Linked DNA regions of Triticum aestivum: region 1 is linked to region 2. The links are chromatin contacts, called in public Hi-C maps. All regions are on one chromosome and are shown on one strand. The core of a region is the stretch at or near the end of the contact, and the rest is flanking DNA. Distances in the headings are between cores, read along the strand shown.

The links. Hi-C and Micro-C count contacts between places; a contact is called where the count stands out from the background.
Region 1: a contact with region 2 is called in a Hi-C map of leaf, with 4 times the contacts expected there. The contact joins the promoter of LOC123097824 here to the promoter of LOC123097821 in region 2. A contact is called at or near these places in 3 of 5 Hi-C or Micro-C datasets (all in leaf).

What each region holds. Positions count from the first base shown.
Region 1 is chr4D:346,519,450-346,525,169 of IWGSC CS RefSeq v2.1, reverse strand. LOC123097824 (two-component response regulator-like PRR73) reads right to left here and starts at 3,981. Exons shown (of 9, transcript XM_044519655.1): 1 at 3,748-3,981; 2 at 2,839-3,256; 3 at 1,647-1,808; 4 at 1,394-1,527; 5 at 1,057-1,257; 6 at 492-672; 7 at 1-405. The coding sequence starts at 3,154.
Region 2 is chr4D:346,277,663-346,283,581 of IWGSC CS RefSeq v2.1, reverse strand. LOC123097821 (50S ribosomal protein L10, chloroplastic) reads right to left here and starts at 1,477. Exons shown (of 1, transcript XM_044519653.1): 1 at 523-1,477. The coding sequence starts at 1,414. The coding sequence ends at 752. LOC123097822 (a long non-coding RNA gene) reads right to left here. Exons shown (of 6, transcript XR_006447498.1): 6 at 3,777-5,768.

The DNA of each region.
Region 1 (5,720 bases), core at 2,732-5,231, 240 kb before region 2:
TGAATGCTGACAGATTTGATCTTTTCGGAATACTTCGTTCATCATGGATTTCAGTTTCACATCTAGTTGTTTCCGATATCTTCAGACCCAGCTCTTGGGATGGCATGTTGATGGGAGAATCGTTTTTCATTTCATTCCCGTTTGGCATCTTGGAGGAGCAGTCAGGTGCATCAGTGATTCTAGCAGCCTGTTTCGATTCTGTGTTTCTGGCTATTGAACTAATCAAATCAGCAGTTTGACAAGTTGGTTTGTCGATGACTATTTTGTTTACTGACTTGTTTTGGGATGTGAGATTCTCATGCTGTTTTTCTGTTGGATTAACAGACATCTCATTTGGAGAAGATTGATACCCAAGACTTGAATTTCTAGGAGCGCCTATTTCTAAGTATTTCCCCATGGAGTCATCTGCATAGAAGTGGCAGTTGGTTGACAGACAGTAAAAGAAAAAGGTGTATTTGCTTTGTACAAAGGATACTGTTAGCATAAGATACCATTATTTTCTTTTTGATTATTGATGTTCCTTTTATTTGCAGTCGGCAACCACCTATTGCTGCCTATCTCTGATCTGGGGTGAATTACTTGCGCACAAGTACTATCAGGTGATTCTGCTAGATGATCAGAAGACAAAAGTTGTGGGCTATCAATCTCCACAGCACGCTTCGTCCATGAACTCTGCATTTTAATATAGATCGGCGGCATGAGAATAGATTTTCAAAAGAGATTTCTTAAAAAACATTGGCACAAACGCTATCATTTTGTTACTCAGTTCTAAGGGTGGACTCAGGGTGAGACGTTAAAAGGTCTAAAATGCCCACGGTGAATCGCTCTAGGATCTGATCTGGGGTGAATTAGTGAATTACTAGGAAGTACAAAGTATGTGCACGAAAAAATTGTACTTAACACATAGCTTTTCAACAGCAGAGGTATTAATCCTATTAATTTTGGAAGAGTCAAACATTTGTTCCGAGTAGTATTCAACTAATACCCTTTATATTACATCTATCGCAATCTTCTGATGAGTAAGAAGTACCTTCCAATTTTAAGTAACCGACGTACCTGAGTGCCACTGCCATTATCACTGCCATCCCTAGCATTGGGCCCAACACTAAAGTCGTCATCGGCATCATCATCGTCATCGTCATCGTCATCATGACTGCCGCAATCGTCATCGTCATCATGACTGTTGTTCTCATATTCATCACCAGCCTTCGGTTTGGAACATTTTTGTGTATGGATGCCACTTTCACTTCCACTGGACTAGATTCAGAAAAAGGCAAATTCCAGAGTGATAATCAGAGAAGATAAATAGGTAGGTCAAAGAAACTATGCCCTCGTGACTTTTGGGCTTGGTTTTCCGACATGAAATAAGCTAGACCAACAACAAGCAACTTACACTGTGGCATCGCCTCCATATGTGCTGCCAAAGGGTCTTAAGTTCATTCTTCCGTATCGGCTTCACTAAGAAGTCAACTGCTCCCTTTGATAGACACCTAAAGACTGTACTCATCGAGTCATTCTTAGACATCACTGCACAGAAACAACATAAGCTTTAGAAGCTAAGAATATTTAAACTAACAAATTAGCAAGGACCAAAATAAGTGTATTAATCTGTTGGAGCAATATGGTTGAGCAGGAAAGCTGCTTACTGATCACAGGAATGCCCTTGCAAATACTGTGACTCGTGATCTTACTGAGCAGACCAATGCCAGATAGACAAGGCATGGCGACCTCGGTTAATACCAGGTCAATACGGTTTTGCACATCTTCAAGATATTGCCATGCATGCAATCCATTCTCAGCAGAGATAACTACAAAGGAAAGATATGCATTTTGCAGTCAATGGATTGACGTAATTGAAACAGTTTCAAAGAAAAGCAATATTGATTTAGCTTTCACCTTTGAATATAAAAGGAAAGGCATAATTCTAATAGGAAATAACATAATGTACCGACCGAATTAACAAAAACATCAAACGTGCAATTTACATCAGGAAGATCCATGACACTTGAATAGAGTTTGTATTTACCCAATTTAGTGCAAGAAACTACTCAAAGATAACTAGGCTCAAGTTTGCAAAGTTCCTAGGTTCAGTTAGCTTGTGAGAGTGGGGATAAGTTAAAGCCTTGTCAAATCACTTCAGTTGCACTGATTTCAATTAGCAGCAAGACCAAATGTCAGTTGGCTATTTGATTTTTCTTTCTCGGTGTTGGTGCTCACCTTGGCATCTTTCTAACAAAAGTTCCTGGCCATTTATGCATTCATTCATGTTAACAGTTAACAAAACTATGCTGATTGATCAAGATTGACCATGCCCATCAACTGATGCACCAAGACGGGAGCATTCACCATCAGGCACCTTCTTCCACTGAAGTAAAACTAATAGCCAGATCAACTAATTGCTGACTGGGGAATTGAATGAAGATTTCATGTTCTAAATACAGGTCGGCATCATGGTGTCTTTAGCTATGATCAATTAGGATGTGCCATCAAAATCATTGCTCTTATTTTAGCATGCTCGATGCACTCTTTTTCACAACAAGCAATTTCAGTTCCCCCTTTTCCACAATAAGCAAGTCCAGTATCCCCTTGTTCTTTTTTGTTTTGGAAAAGGAGGATAACCTCCAGCCTCAGTATCCCCCTGTATAAATGTTGTGATAGATGTATGGTCGCACTATCAGTTCAAAATCAACTCGAAGTGAAATCTAAAACTGAAAGAGAGAGAGAACAAAATACAATAACATGAACACTCTGGCCTCTAACAGACCTACAAACAACAAAAGATCAAAATCCAATTTAATAATTTACTTGAAACTAGAGTTTAAATTTGCAGGGCATTACCTTCATAGCCACACTTACGGAGCAGAGCACGGACAACATGTCGGGTACAGTCATCGTTCTCCACCAGCAAGACCCTTAGTGTCTTCACCGGCAGGAACTTCTCCCACCGGATAACCCGGTCTTGCTGCTGCTTCTGCTCGTCCAAGCCCGGCGGCGCACTGTGCGTGCTGGGCCAGTCCTCTTCCTTGATGCCGCCCCTCCATTCCTTGTCCTCGTTTGCCTCGAGGGCATGGCCATTCTCTACGGCGCCGTTTCCGGTTCCCCTAATATCACTGGTGGAAGGTCCGTCCGCGCCAGCTTGACCGGCGCTCACCATCAGCTGGATCCGTGGCGTTTGCAACTAGAGACGGTTCACAGACGACGGCGCATGCCCTGCCCTGGCTTCAGAAATGGGCATGCTGCATCCAACGACTGGAATCTGCAACGAGCACGCATGGATCAAGGTCGAATCTATCACGAGCATGAGAAATGCTTCGAATTATGGGCAGTTCGTCGTCAATTGACACGCACACCGTACGAAATTGTTAAGGCTCGGCGCGAGAACGGATTTACCGTACAAAATTGGTACTAGTTACTGGAGCAAAGATGAGCGTAATTTAGAGATTATAGGAGCTTAAAAGACTGAGGAAATAGTCTTGGTGATGAGATGAAATTAGACTGCATCAGCAGTACTCGAGCTTTCAACAGAATCAGACAGGTAAACCAAGCGTCAAACTCCCACCGCGACTCAACCCCGACGAGGCATCACTGACAGAGCGCCTCACGGCGGTCCACCCGTGCCGGATTCCGGCGGCGGGCGGCCGAGATCCACCGAATTTCGAGGCCCCCGGCCCCAAAATCAGCTAAAGCGAACCCCCAAAAAGGTGGACAGAGACGAGCGCTTGCGTTGCCAGAGGGAAGGGCGCGCACCGTGGTGGGTCGAGGGGCGGGCGGTGGCGGCATGGGCGTGGGCGCGCGAGCTTTGACCCGCGCGTGGAAGTAGCCGTGGATGTTTCCACAACGCGGCGGGGTGTCACGAGGACCAGGCGAGAGATAAAACTGAGCCTGGGCTCTGTGGGGAGAAGAGAGGAGAGAAGTGGTGGTGCCGAAGGAAGGAAGGAGGCGAGGGGACGAGAGGGAGGAAATAGATAACGGGGCGACCATGACGTGGAGCAAGTGGAGGCGAGGAGGGCCGGAGGGAGCAGGTGGGGCTTGCGACCCGCCGGGATCCGACGAAATCTAAAGCCGCGCGCTCCATCGGCCCGTCAGATCCGCCCGGGGAGCCCCGACACGTGGAGCGCCGCGTGGGGCTCCGCCGCGGCCGGGGCGCTGCCGGGTGGGGCCGAGCGACGCACTTCGGTAGGTGCGGGTTGGCGGCTACTGTAGTTGACAGTGGGCCCGGGAGGGGCGCCGCAGGAAAGATCGTCACGGCGTAGCCTCGTCACGTCTTCACGGCGTTTAGGCATGGCTGGGTTTTTCTTTTTGTGGTAATGAAAGGGATGGGGTTGGAGGCTGGAGAGTGATCTGTGGACTAGAGTAGTACAGTTTTACCTTTTCTGGCATCGTTTTTCTGGTTCAACAGGAACGCTTCGTCTCATCCACACGTTTTGAGACCTCATGCAATGGCCTTTTTTTCTACGAGAAAACAAGTTTGCCTTGTTTCTAAAATAAGCTACTAATTCTAAATCAATCTGAGCCGCACACTTGTAAGCTTGCTTTTCTATTACTCCCTCCATTTCAAAATAAGTATCGTGATTTTTGTTTTGATTTTCAAGTAAAACGAGGAGACTTGTTTTGGAAAGGAGGCTTAGTTTATGGTTCTTCAGCTGTGCTGTGCTGTGCTAAGTTTCATTCATAGTAAATTGTCAATCTATAAGTAGTGAAGTACGAGTAGAAATTTTAGCATTCTAGCCGGCCAACTATTTGTTTCTTTAGCTACAACAAGAATTAAAATAAAATGAGCATTAAAATAGTTTTATACCAAAAATAGCAACTATAATAAATAAAATAACGGACAATTTGGCAAATTTTGATATTATGCACCACTATAGCAAACAAGGCTTCTATCATTTATGGTTGTCGCATGTGTTTTCACAGATTTTTCGACCTTTCATTTTCGTTGCTACCACTCAGTGAGGTAGCAATAATTAATTATTGTTTTAGCTTATCTTAGTTCTATCTATGAACTTGAAGATGGCGATGACAAACATAGGATAGACATGATTTGAGCCTTAGGAGCATGTTGAGAAATTGATTTGATTACTAAGTAAGCCACTCCATGCTTGGGCACGTGTAACGCCCTGACCACAATCATCGATTTCCATTTGTTATGACTGACTATCCCCTGGAATATAGCTTGGTCAAATATGCTTAATCAGCCCACTTTGTGCTTACTCACATGAACCTGAGAACCATTTTTTCGGAGGTTCTTTGGAGATGAACTTCCGAAAAAGAAAGTCCTAATATGAGTAGTTTATCAATTCTATTAACCATGATGTCACGTACACCCAACTCAAAGAAACCAACATCTCCGTCGGTCTAACAAGAACGCTAACTCTGGGGAGAACGTCTAGTTGATCGTTGGTTGAGAATGATAGTTGTCGCTCGTGTTAGGCTCTCCTGCGCCGCCGGCCACTCCGGCCCCAGCGCCCACCTGCTCATGACGATCGCCACTCCGGGACCGTCGCCCCCCACTCCCCATGGCCACCCCGTTGCCCCCCGACCGTCGGCCGTAGCCGTGAGCTGCGATGGATGGAGTCGAGTCCCTCCTCCGCCGGATCTGATGCCCCGTCCTACCGCGACGCGCTCTGCTCGACGCCCTCTCGCCAGGCCTGTAGCGACCCGACCTCAGACGGTCAAGTCTCTGTGCTTAAGTGTCATCCCTGGATCGGTAATGCTGACAC
Region 2 (5,919 bases), core at 228-2,727:
CCGCGGACGCCTCATCAGGCTGACAGGCGGGACCAACCTGTCAGAAACGTTGTCTTTGCGAGCTCAATTTGTCATCAATGCAATTTGTTACTCATTAGGCGCGAAAGTGGTAGTTCGTTGTGAGTTGTCTGAAATGTGGTGGCAATCGGTTATCCTAACCTCATATGTGGTTGTCTTATGCAATGTATGAATTTTTGGCGATCAACAGGAAACTTCGAGATCTGTTTCAAAGAATTTCCAACTCCTAGTTAGTGTTACCAAAATCTGAATCCTGAGTTGTTTCTGAGCAGAAAGTGGAGACCGCGAAGCCACGGTCAAGTTGTGATGCACAAACACAAACATTTTGTCTAACTTCAGAACCATAGCACACGGTTAATGAATGTGACGAAGCCTCAACGTCGCCTGAAAAATGAAATTTGACCTGAACCTCTGGATATAAACTGACATAAGAATAGCCATCAGTAGTTCCCATTGTTTTTCATGGGTCCATACCCTATTAAACTTGCTTTTACACAAACCAAATTATTCGTGAACATGATATACATTGCCCGATTCTCAAACCATCCTTTTCCAATTTCATCCCAATTTGGACACCAGCAGGCAAGAGATACTACCCAATTACAAGCCGCACATTGTGAAGGGGAAAACTTGTGATTCAATTCAAACGGGAGACAGTAATAAAGGTACAAGGAATTGTACAAGCAAAGAGTGAGATGTGGGGATAGGAGGCACAACCATATCGCAACTGCCACTAGGCGGCGCCGGCGCCGGCGCCGGACTCCTCCTCGAGCTTGCGCACGTAGGCGGAGAGCACGGCGACGACGTCCCTGGCTGGCGCCTGCAGCGTGGTGACGAGGGAGGTGGCCGGCCCATTAAGGGCGCCGAGCAGCTTGGAGTAGACCTCGGCGCGGCTGGGCATGGTCTCGAGCGACTTGAACTCGCCGGGCTCGTAGTACTTTCCCTCGAACACCGCCCCGATGAAGTCGTTGGTCTCCTCGACGCGCTCCTCCTTCTGGAAGGCGCGGTAGGGCTTGAGCGCGACGGGGACCTCCTCCGTGTGGACGAAGAGCCAGGCGTTCATGCCCTTCATGCACGGCTTGAGCGCCTCCCAGGGGGTGCCCTCGATGGCCTTCCCCACCAGCGTGTTCTTCGCCACCAGGAGGTGGCACGACTCCGGCAGCGCGTCGCGGATGCCCTGGAACTGCTTCACCGTCAGGCCCTCGTACCGGATGCCGGCCAGGAGGTAGCACCCCTCCAGCTGCTCGCGGACCACGGCGACCGTGTCCTCCTTGCGCCCGCGGGAGATGGCAGCGCGGATGGTGGAGCGGCGCAGAGGGCGGGGGCAGCGCGGGGCCGCTGCTAGGGTTTGGAACGCGGGGAGGGGCCGCGCGGTCGGGAGGAAGGAGGTCTCCATTTTTCTGGGGCGGGCGGGCGGGCGCGCCGGGCGGGGGTTGGGTTGGGGAGAAACGGCGAGGAAGATAGAGTGGAGTGGAAAAAGCTTATCTATGGAGAAGACGATGGGTGGTTTCTTCCGTGGACATGGTGCTCGTGGACCTTTGGATTATGTTTTCATTTCCTTTGAGGGGTTCCTTTGGATTATGTGTGACCGTATATTCAGCGAGGAAGATAGACCGTTGTGTTCTGCGTATTCATATACTCCGTACTCTTTAAAGATTATTACTCCTTCCTATTTATAACTAGTACAAATGCACAAACAGTAGCTTCTACCTCCCAGGTAGCACTACAGGGGCTTTCTTTCTTTCTTCCAGGAGAAGAAAGAAAGGCGATCTCGCCTCCTGCCGCCAGGGCGCCTTCCTCCGCCGCCGTCCTCCGGCGGCTCCCCTCCGCTGACGACCTCGGTCGTCGGTGTTGAGGGGGTCGCCGGATTCATGCGTGTGGATTGTTTTAGGCATTAGTTTTTAGGATTTTGGGTTGTTCATCGTCGTGGCTTCGGCGGTGGCGATGGCGGCGCCGACTAATAAATCTTCAGATCCTTCCCCAACGAGACGATTCATTTTTGGGACGGATTTAGAAACCAGACTGTTCAAGCAAGGATGGTGCGGCGGCGGCGGCATCCTCGCGGTGGACCTGTGTCCTCGGGCTCCGCCGTTGCGACGGCGTTTGCTCCAGCGCTGGCGTGGAGCTTGGGAGGTAGTCCAGGAGCGGATGCAGATTGTGGTCTGCATAGACGGCATCTGGAAGATAGTGGATCTAGGTTCGTGGTTTGTGGAAGGCAGGTATGGTTTCCTCTTCCAACGTCTTAGTTGGGCAGGGGTGCCAGATCTGGAGTTTGATGGCGTGTCCGGGGTGTTGCTCCGGTCTGATTCGTTCAACGGCAATGGCTTCGCCTTTATTGGCGAGCCACCTTGGAGGTCCGCAAAGCTGCATATCAGCGATGGAGCCGCGTCGAGCTCGGGTGTGGAGGTGATCCGTCATTTTCTCTTTTGGTGGCTGCTATGGTGGTGCCAGAGGCAGGTGACGGGCGTTGGTGTCAAGTTCAGAGGATTCTTCAGTCTTGTTTGTAATTTTATTTCTTGGCTGGTGTTCCTGTGTGCAAAGGCTAGTGTTTTGCTGTCTTTTCAGTTTTGTCAGGTCGGTATGTACGTGGCTTGTACTATGATCCTTATGATATAAATGAGACACGTATTATCATGCAAAAAAAACTAGTACAAATGCCCGTGCGTTGCATCGGGCGATCTTTTTTTTGTAAAAACTGCTCCTACTCCGAGTGCCACTATGCGCCACTTCTTATATCCAAGACAAATGTCAAAAATAAGGTTACCCTCATTCGCTATAAGGTGAATATGCCTTTGTGTTGCCACAGTTGAATTATCGCTAAGCTATGGTTGAGGTATGAGTCTGCTCTCAGCCGCCTCCACAAGAAAACCTAGATCACCTCTTCTTCTCTCGCCGCCGCCACGGTACACCACCTGGCAAAGCCGCGCACAGAGCCGTCGGCGACGAGAAGGTCCTTCGGAGATGTTGTGCCCTGGTGGGCAGCGCGACATGCCAGGGAGGGCCGGCTGCTGCGCGTGGATTGGTGGTTGGTCCGGGCTGGCGTCTCAGTTCCAGCGTGTTGGCTACCTTCGGTGGCGGCCCGACCTAGCCTGGTTACTGGAGAAGGGGTTGCGTGACGGGATCCTAGGCGGCGACGGGTTCTCGGTTGTCTTAGGGTTTTGGACAGGAAACTGAGAGAGCGGTGTCATCCCTCCGTAGGAATATGGTTCTCCCCGTCCTATCCATGTTTCGTTGTTGTGTTTATTGGCGGCCAAGGGTGTGTGAAGCCATGTCTCCAGCAGGTCTTCCAAGATTTGCTATGTTTAGGTTTCTGGGGGACCTGTTCGGATTCAATCGATTTTCTTGGTCTTGCAGTTTCTACATTCCCTTCTCACATTTTCATGGTCTACATCAACATCATCTCGCCCGCTGCTTCCACAAGCTCCTGGGTTGAAAAAAGTTGACCCGTCGAGGCAGAGGCTCAGAGGGATGCAGGAGGAACAAGAGCTTGGCTCCCACAGAGATTTGTATGTAATTTTCTTTTTTAGTACGGGTGAGTTTGTAAGGACATGTGTTCCTTAATATTTGGCCTTAGGCCTTTTCGCAAACACAAAAGGAATTGTCGCTTTTTGGACAATGAAGTGTTGATGTGAAGAACATACCCTAACGTCCTTGGTCAGCGCCTACTTCAACTTTGCACTGCCATCGGATAGAATAGTACTCCAACTAATCATACTTACAAAGCATGGCAACCCATCTTCCAGCTTACACGTCCTCTGAATCTCAAAAACATGCACTCTGAACTTTTGAACGTTTACTCTGCTGCTCTCAACTTGCAACTGCTTTTCACATTCAGATTTCAGGCAAATCAAAAAAGAGTGGAGGGGAGCAGATTTGTCACATAAATACGACTGCTAGAACAGAATAATCTCTCCCTCTCTCTCAGTATACACGCACATATGCACAAGCAAGTAAATCGAACTGCAAAACTGAATGAACTACACCTGCAGCCATACTTTTGTTGCGACCAGGCTAGGCTGCGGCGGGACACGGTGGCACTGGCAGCGGCTGACACAGCTGATTCCAGAGCTAGCGTCCGCCTTTCCCCGTTCCCCCCTTGGCTCCTACCACGTGTCCATGTCTACCTCTGCTTTGTCGCTGCTCCGTTCTCGACTCGGCACAGGAGGGGGAGAAGGAGGTGGCGCGTGGAAGCCTTCAACTGGAAATTAACAAAATGTCTAGTTAGAAGTAACAAACTTTTTATTATCTTGTTCATAATCAGACCGTACTCTGAGCATAAAGGGCATGCGATCCTAGAACATGAAGCACAGCCATTTAGCTAATATAAACACTCAACATAAGCTAAAGTAATTCTGTAATAGTACTTACATATTGCTCCAGCCGTATATCTGCAACCTACAACTATGCATATCCATCCCCTCAAGCACCATAGTTAACCATTATTGGCGCTTCACTGCTCCTGGCAACTTGATGCTAATTCATAGAAACAGTGTTTGGTCTTATTGTGTATTTGGCGTAATCCCATTAGTGAATTGAGAGTTATGTTATCAGAATATGCAGCTCAGAGCCTCCACCTCTCTAGAACAATGAAGGATTTTTTTCTTGCATTATTCTTAGTTTGAATGTAACAAAATAATCAAAGAATGAAACATCCAACAATGATTTAAACAACGATTTTGTGTGAGGTTCTCATGTGAAAATAATTTTGCTGTCCAGACAAAGAATATGTCATGTCAAAAAATTGTCCACCTGTACTGTAATAGCCTACTTCTCAGCATAATATCTATATGAGTTACAGATAAAGGAAATAGAGGATAACTGGAAACTCAAAGGAATCAAGCAATGTTTTAGGTGCTTACAGTCTCACCCAAAGACCTTGTTTTGTTCAAGGCAAAAGCTGTGGTGCTTTCCACAATAAAATTAGATATGTCTACATTGCTAAGTCTAGACAACGGGAATAGAAATTCATAGAAAAAAAATCAGGAACTTATTCATTCGCAGGAAATTAACATGAATTTCGTAGCAACTCTACAAAGATCAGTTCACTGACTTACGTCGTTACATGGTATGATAGGCCCCGACTACTCCTCTCCTGCAATGGTGGCAGTTGCTACACTTTATTTGTGTCACCATGGCTACATTCTCTCCTTGAATGTAATCTTGAACCTGTCCTGAAGAACCTCAAAGGTGAGAGTTATGCCATGTACATCTCAAACTTTATCTTTTGCCATGAACCTCTTCAAAGTACTAAAAAATGATGGTCTATACATCGGTGTCCCAGTCTAAAGATATAATGTAGTATAGTTCTGAATAGAATAAAGCAAAACATATTTTTTGTCAGTGTAGTCAACTTTCCTTTGCAACTGCTTTTGCTACCAGATTGACTGCGGATATGCCGAAGAGCTTAGCAGTCCCTCTGATTGTTGCCAGAAAACGGGAATAACATTGTCAGATCCGCCCCTATTCTGTGGACTGATATATGTTCTTGATATATGCATACTGAATCTCCATGCAGAGTAAACATATGTATGTGGCTGCTAGTCTGCTACTTCATGGGTCAAGAACACTTGGAGCTGCATGAACCTTTCAACAGCTAGGAGCCTAGGACAGTGCATCTTGATATGCTTTGTCTATTGCTGCATCATGTGCAAACACTTGCGATGGCATCTGCCGCTTCATCCCGGCAGATTGTGCCACATCAGTAGTGTTGTTGTCAAACACACAATAGCGCCTGACACTGATCACTTAATCTGCACAAAAATCAGAACCCACATTAGCATGTGCACTGCAACGTGTACAAAATCTATACCACTAAAATTAGATGTGCATCAACCAAAAAATGCATTAACAATTGTAAGATGTACAAAAAAACACAACAACCCATAAGCAGCTATCTATTTT